Regions from separate parts of the Callithrix jacchus genome. Here region 2 is linked to region 1. The links are chromatin contacts, called in public Hi-C maps. All regions are on one chromosome and are shown on one strand. Each heading gives the region's core, a stretch centred on a gene start, on an enhancer-like site or on the middle of the called end of the contact. The rest is flanking DNA. Distances are from core to core; before and after follow the strand shown. Region 1 has its middle 360 kb from the start of CRPPA. Region 2 holds the start of MEOX2 (mesenchyme homeobox 2).

Region 1 (3,915 bases), core at 1,038-3,537:
ATTAGACGTTAATGTTTTTGTATATGGCAAGCATTGAGTGGTTAGGTAAAAATGCAGTAGGCAGATACTCTGGAGTATTCTGGAGTAGTTAAAAGCAACAAATGACATGTAGACAAAATATCATGCATATATTATAAGAACACAGTTGAGTGCTTAAAAGTAGCAAGCAATGAATAAAAATCTGTATGAATCAATAACCTTCACTGATTATTCAGTTATAAATCAATAAACTTTAAAATACACATAAAATGTTTCATATTCTAGAAGAATTCATAGAAATTCAAGGATATCAAATATGTTAGCATGGTTCTAGAGGGGAAAACAAATGGAGATTGGGGAATAGGCATAAAAGATCTTTTTTTTTTTGTGACAGAGTCTCACTCTGTCACCCAGGCTAGAGTGCAATGACAGTCTCCTCTGCCTCCCGGGTTCAAGTGAGTCTCCTGCCTCAGCCTCCTGAGTAGCTGGGATTACAGGTGCGTGCCACCACACCTGGCTAATTTTTGTATTTTTAGTAGAGACAGGGTTTCACTATGATGACCGGGCTGATCCTGAACTCCTGACCTCGTGATCCACCCACCTCAGCCTCCCAAAGTGCTGGGATTATAGGCAGGAGCCACTGAGCCCTGCGCTGGCATAAAAGACCTTTAACAAAAAATGAAACACAAAGATAAGATGGTGTTCTTGTGTTTTTGGGGACACTGAAGTGTCGTTTTCTAGAATTAAATGGTTTATTTGCAATGAACACTTTCTAAATTGTCTTGTGATAAGAATGTATTTTTTTTTTCCTGTCAAATTGACATTTGTTGGACTAGGGCAGAAAAGAGTCAATGGAAATATTCCTCAAATGCAGAGATGGGAAGTAGTATCCAGCAACACTCTTGTGGTAGCGAAGGATGATTTATTTTGGAGACAACTACAGTTGAGAGTTACTTGTGTTCTGCATCTATCTGGGACATTGTTCAAGGTGGTTAAACTTCTGGAAATATAAGAGGTACATGAATGTATTACAGCTTTCTTACAAAGAGACCTCAGAGTAAGGGCACAAGCACAGCCCAGGTATCTAACTGTGTGAACCCTCATCCAGACTATCTGAAGAGATGTTCCAAGAGCTGGGAGCTGGGCCTGAGACCGGGTAAAACTGTCTAACAGGCAAGACTGAGAGCCAGGGGGAACTAAAGCCTGCATCTGGAGTGAGTGATAAAAACCAACAGCTAAAACTTGCGTAGCACTTACTATGTATCAGGCACAAGTGTAAACACTTTACACATGATAATTGTTCAGTCTTCACAACACAGGTGTGGTGTTATGAATGAGGAAAATGAGCAACAGAAAAGTTATTTGCTGGAGTTCATCTTGTTATTTAATAGTAAATGGTTGAACTGGGATCGTAATTCAGAAAGACTGCTAGTGTCTATGTTCTTACCTAATATTGCCTCTGAAGATTGGGGAGGGGCTCAAATAATACAACCTGCTTAATGTCGTAGGTTCTAATGGGCTTGCAGAGACATTGTGGAATTAAAACCAAGATGTGCAGGAAAGGCTGGTAGGCTTTGGGTAGTAAGGTCAGAAAAAAGGAGTTGGGAGAAATTCCTCGAGGTGCCCCTCTGTGGAGGCAAGAGTTCTGAGAGCCCTCCAGTCAATGTACGTATTACCACGGTTTCAACCACGGCGTCACTGGAGCCATAGAGTGGATTTCCAAATAATAAGGTCGCCAGTGTGAAGGCAGCCAAATCAGGATTCTGGAAACATGATACTCTTTGTTTTGGTGACGTTGGCAGCCCTCTCTACTTTTCCTTTCTGGATGAATAAAAACCCCAAACATCATGAGCCGGATGTTTGAATGTTTTCAAACCTTGTAATTTTGTAAATTGTCTGTTCCTGGCCCCTTCCCCACACTCCGACCCTAGCTGAATGTCACAGTGTTCTTCCTTTCTGTTGACTTTCGAATGAAGAAAGTGTGGTTTGAGTTTGTTTTCTCAGCAAGGTGATGGCAAAAGGATATTTATGGTGTTGAAGAATTTTAATTTTCTCTCACACAACTAGGATGTATAGTATATTTAAAATCCTCTCCAGGATATCTGCCTTCTGCCCAGATAATAAAATTGATCAGATGTTTTGAGGTTAAATAAACTGTTGTAATAATCTGGCAGCTGCCTGCTGGTTGTGGTTTTCAAAAGCAATTACTCACTCTGGAGTCAACTTTGAACTCTACATTTTAATTGAAAAAGCTAATTGTAGGCTATTGCTCCTGATTTAGCATTTGATTTGGCAGATTAGGAAGTGAAAAGACTTGTGGAGGGGCGGAGAGAGGAAGAGAAAGTAAGCAGGAGTGTTGCTGAGCTCAGATTCCTGTTTATTTGTGAGTGTTTTCACACAGGGTAGATTGTATGCTAACTACAGAAAATGCAGTTGGACTAAGAAGTCTCTGAGGCATTCATCTGAGGCTTGTCTGCAAAATCCTTATTTTTGGCTTATTTGCTCACTCTCTCTCACCCACACATAGAGAGAGTGAGATGCTACATATGTTACTATCTTAGCTGTAATTCAAATCTGAAAAGAATTTGTAAGAATATTATCAGACCATCTTTGAGGAGAAGCTTGTTTCTTAAAATGTTGGAGATACTAATGGACAGAGATGGCTACTGACTTTCACTAAAACACATCTACCAATTTTTACTAAAATTCAGCACAATATAGAAATCATTCATATGAGTGCCCAAAAGAACAAATCAATTAAGATTTGCAATCATTAAGGTTTTGAATTGCAATCATTAAGATTCTGAATAATTAGAAAAAAAGACAGCTACAGTCATATTTTTCCATCCAGGTCAATTATTAGCATCCTCTGACTGGCCAGAAAATAGCTGTTAGAGCCAAGCTAAGAAGAGTGAGAATTTGCATTTCTGCAGTTCTTTTCCTCATTTAAAAGCAAAATCTTTTTTGTACAAATATCCACAGGGATATCTGTAGCCTTCCAATGGTGTCTGCCAGACCTAGGTTAGGTTTACTTAGCACGGATGATATGGTGCATTTTAGAGATACACATTATTTAAATTTTAAAAAATGCATATGTATATGTTTGTGACTTAGAACTTTATGCTCTGAGACCAATTGACAAACTCCACCAGGAATTTCCTGTGAATATAATAAAATGTTGACAGTCCAAATTAGAGCTGAAGTGAAAAGCATAGAGACAGGAATACATTAATTTTATAAGACGTTTTCAAATACTAGTTACATGTCATTTGGAAACCCAGTTTAATTTTAGACTTTTTATGGAATGCAGATTTGGCTCATCACAGTTCTGTTAATGTTTTGTTGACCTCATAAATATAGTTTAATCCCTATGCATCACTTTCTGATCTGTAAGAAGATGATAAACATTCTTCCCACACATTTGCACTCAGCTCCTCTGTTGAAACAATAAGCAGGGTTGCAATACAGGAATTTGATTATGGCTTCAGAATCCAATGTTCTCTTTATCAGCTAAGAGTGGCTGAGATTTATTTGGTGTTTCAGTATCACCAAATTTGAAGATACTATAGTTAATGGAAAAAAAGAAACATTTGTGTTGATATTACAAGAATTATTCTGAAATATGGATATCCATGGAAATGTCAGCTGCCTACTACATCATTTCCAAGAGTCATTTTTGTGATCCTAATATTCATAAAGGCCCTCAAGTAAAAATGACTCATAAAAAGAAAGAGACCTTACAGATAGGAAGACTCTGATTGAAAACATTTACTTCATTCAAAATATATTTTTTGCCTATTTATTTGCTTTATATAGTTTACTCATAGATCTCTACTTTTGGCAAAATTCATCTTTTAGAATGCAGAAAAAAAAGATGACTTGTGTGGTAAGATTTTAAAACTTTTCTTCCTGTGGGAGGGAAAAAAGTTTGAAGAA
Region 2 (3,915 bases), core at 401-2,900, 390 kb after region 1:
ATAGAGCTCAATTTCCGTTAAAGAAAGCAGCGCTTACAAATCTCAGAATTCCTGATCAACCCCCACTCCACCCCACCTCTAAGCAATAGAAAACAATTCGATCTTTCACACGAATGTTATTGCGAAGCCACCATTCTGCAGCGTGACTTAAAAGAAAAGATAGGCTTAAACAGGGGGACTGGAAGAGGAGAGGAAAGGTTCTGCTTTGGGGACACCTCTCAAAGATTAATCAATACTTTTTCCTAATTCAAACCAGATGTCTAGCCCAGTTTGCTGTACCCATTAATCCCATTAACAACTTCAAAGACCTGGTCACCATCCTCTGGACACCTGAGACAATGAAAATAACAGGGCGACACTGCTGGTGGTGCAGTCGGGGCTCCGGGTGGAATAGGTGACTACAGATATTCTCCTGATCCGACACGTCCCAGATCCGACGTGACTGTTCCTCCTGCTCATTAAAGCCCATTCACTTGTGTATAAACGACTGTGCCCCAGCGGATCTTGTCGCTCACCAAGCAAGTGGCAGTATCAAAGCCCTGCCCTCGCTCTCCCATGCTTACTGGAGGCAAGTTATCGAGTTTATTTTCAGGGATGCAAAGATGTAATCAAGCGCCCAAGCTTAGTGAATTCTTAGAGCTATCGAAATTTAAGATTTCTCAGTAAATGGAGCAGTGGTGTTAAGAGACACGATTAGTGGATTTATTTTTGAGCAGAAGAGTGGATTTCTAGAGGGAACTGAAGAGACCTGGGCTAGCTCCGGAGGGGAGAGGCTAGAAATGTGCATGCAAATCTACACATCTCATGTGACTGGGACAAAATCGCTTGGAAATAATTCTTGACCCAGGAAAATTTCTTCTTGGTGGACGAGTGGCTAGGAAATTGAGCGAGACCAGGAAAGCGGGGGGGAGGGAGACTCCACCGGGCATCGCACGTGAGGATGCCAGAGAGCAGGCATCTGCAATTCGCGCTTACCTCCCACCCACCCCACCAGGTCTTCCTTAGGTCTTCCTCTCAGGTCTTTCCGCACTGTGAACCACACTTTCCAGGCCATGGTGCACGTCCCCGAAACCTCAGACCTGGCGTCCCAGCCTCTTAACCACCACCCACAGAAACTAACTGCGAAAACCTAGGCGCGCGGCGGCGCCCTGGGCACGGGAAGATGCGAAGTTTGAAAAACTTCCAGAGTGCGCCAGGCTAGCTCTGATCTTTTCCTTTAACCCTATCACTTCTTTCGTGTTCCTCAAAGGCTAGGCGTATCCCTAGCTTTTCTGCAGGTGACAGTTCCCAAATGACACTGACAAGTTACGTTTTCCCAAGAGAAAAATTAGTAGGTGGGAAACAGGGTGCTGGGTTGGCGCTGGTGCGCGCCGCGCCCTGGCCTCCAGAGTCTGGAGGGCAGAGCCGCTGCCCTCCCGGGCGGGATTTAGACGCTGGCGCGCCGCTTGTAGTCCTGGTAGCTGGCAGGGCTAGGCGGGCGTGGACGCTCTGCGTCTGTCCAGCCGGCGATAGGAAGTGGAACTGGGAGCGCGTGGCGCAGACTGAGCGGGAGTTTTGGAGGGAGTTTGCATGTGGTCAACTCTGGGCTCCTAAGCCAGCCCCCAGCTCACGTTACAGTCTATTTATAACCTCTCAGAGCCATTTCCCCCTGAAGGCAGTTCACTGGGACCACCTTCTTTTGGCTTCAACCTCTCCCACTCTTGACATCTGAGTAGCTCAGGGAAGCTCTTCCAGGTCCGACTGTTCATATGTAAAGGAGACTGGCCGTTAGGGCTCAGGACCGGGATTATCCGAGCTCTGCAGAAGTGCACGGCTATTGCTTTGAGAGGGGTAAAAAACATCACACGGTTTCCAGTGAAAAGTGACAGAGGGTGGTGGCCTTTAGAACCGCCGTGAAGTCTTCTGCCTGGAACCCGAAACTTGCATGCTATGGAACACCCGCTCTTTGGCTGCCTGCGCAGCCCTCACGCCACGGCACAAGGCTTGCACCCGTTCTCCCAATCCTCTCTAGCCCTGCATGGAAGATCTGACCATATGTCTTACCCCGAGCTCTCTACTTCTTCCTCATCTTGCATAATCGCGGGATACCCCAACGAAGAGGGCATGTTTGCCAGCCAGCATCACAGGGGGCACCACCACCACCATCATCACCACCATCACCACCATCAGCAGCAGCAGCACCAGGCTCTGCAAACCAATTGGCACCTCCCGCAGATGTCCTCCCCACCGACTGCGGCTCGGCACAGCCTCTGCCTCCAGCCCGACTCCGGAGGACCCCCAGAGTTGGGGAGCAGCCCGCCTGTCCTGTGTTCCAACTCTTCCAGCTTGGGCTCCAGCACCCCGACCGGGGCCTCGTGCGCGCCAGGGGACTACGGTCGCCAGGCACTGTCACCTGCGGAGGCGGAGAAACGAAGCGGTGGCAAGAGGAAAAGCGACAGCTCAGGTAAGAGAGCGCCAGGCACCCTCGAGAGTGCGCGCCGGCCTGGAAAGGGGGCGGGGAGATGCCAGGGAAGAGTCTGGCCCTGGAGGGTGGCGGCGGGGAAGAGGGGAATGTGTTAAATTCGGCGGTGAAGCTTTGGTCCTGTTATTTGGGGGCACGTGTTTATCCGAGAGCAACACAGCTAGCAGCTCTAAGCTCTCCAAGGTCCTAAACTAGTTTACCAGAAGGTTGATAAAAAAGGACAAGTGGCTGTGAAATCGATTGCGAAGCGTGACCTTCCATCCCAGCGCGGGGGAGGGAGGGGCGTGTGCCCAGGGATGCCGCGTCCGTTGGGCAGGCGTGCGTGCGTGCGGGTGCTGCTTCTTGACTTTTCTCTTGCAAGTTCCCGACTCTGAGTGGCTTGACTTTTCCCATCGTAAACTGGATTTCCAAATTATTGCACAATATTTGGAACTTGCAATGGAACTTGGCAGAGCACATGAGAAAAAAAAAAAAGTTTTAGTTTTTTTTTTTTAAACATTCTTGTTTGAGAGTTCTTTAAATAGCACCCTATTTCAAATGGTAAAAATTTCCCCTTCTTAGGGAAGAAGATATTATCTAGGAATTCAGATTTTAAGGAATGTGTCAGAGAATTGTAAATAAATACATGCTCACGCTGGAAGAAAGACGAACCTTAATATAGTACATGTTCATGTTGTGTAAGTTAATTACAGAATCTAAATTTCAAGAGTGGAAAATAAATCCCTCTACCAAGTTGGTTTTAGCTGCGGCAAATACTGGGTAGCGAACAGCAACTTGGGTAGTGTCAGTTAGCTACGTGCCTGAAGGTCGTATGCAAGGGTGCGCAGGAAGCGCTGATTTCAGTGAGGATAATTTGAGCAGCCACGCAAAAGGGGAATCTTCCTGACCTCTGGTGCTTGAAGGCACAACTTGCAGAGTAAATTGTAGCAATCCAGAGAAACTCAAAGTTTTCCAGACAACTTTTCAAAGCTCTGACCTACTTCTATTATCATAAAATTGTTAAAAGATACTTTAAAATTGAGAGACTTGTGAGTTTTCTTTCGTGGCTATGGTGCACCCTGGCTTCCATCTTTTTGGAAGGTATTATTTGTTTAATATAATATTTGTATATTTTTCTTCCTCTGCGGAACTGGGTTAATAATAGTCCTAGAAGGTAATCCCATATATTGGTTTGAAGGATTGGAATGTTTATGCTTTTTAAAGCTTTAGGTGAGATGTCACATAAATGAAAATGATTGACCGCATGTTTAATATTCCTCTCCCCTTCGCAGCAATATCAATCGTTCTTCAGCGTTAGTATGGGATAGATTCTTCTGTCAGAAGAATAAAATAACTTTTATTTTCCAAGGATAGGGGATGAACTTTTAATGTTCAATCACAAATTAGTTTTTATAAGAAAGTTAGCAGTGGTGTCACTGATATTTACTGTATTTTCCTAACTATAAGTGAAACTC

What was found. Hi-C and Micro-C count contacts between places; a contact is called where the count stands out from the background.
Region 2: a Hi-C map of skeletal muscle shows a contact between it and region 1, with 7 times the contacts expected there. The contact joins the promoter of MEOX2 here to the enhancer-like site in region 1. A contact is called at or near these places in 2 of 3 Hi-C or Micro-C datasets (both in skeletal muscle).

What each region holds. Positions count from the first base shown.
Region 1 is chr11:42,406,399-42,410,313 of calJac240_pri, forward strand. No RefSeq gene overlaps it. Among named protein-coding and RNA genes, the nearest start is that of CRPPA, 360 kb to the left of the region's middle. Within about 2 kb of position 2,288, at least 2 of the 16 cell types and tissues checked have an H3K27ac peak or open chromatin away from gene starts, as enhancers often do. A contact at or near this core is called in skeletal muscle, where this site is marked.
Region 2 is chr11:42,792,338-42,796,252 of calJac240_pri, forward strand. It overlaps MEOX2 (mesenchyme homeobox 2), which reads left to right and starts at 1,651. Exons shown (of 3, transcript XM_002751547.8): 1 at 1,651-2,443. The coding sequence starts at 1,930. LOC144578358 (a long non-coding RNA gene) reads right to left here and starts at 2,484. Exons shown (of 2, transcript XR_013523934.1): 1 at 1-2,484.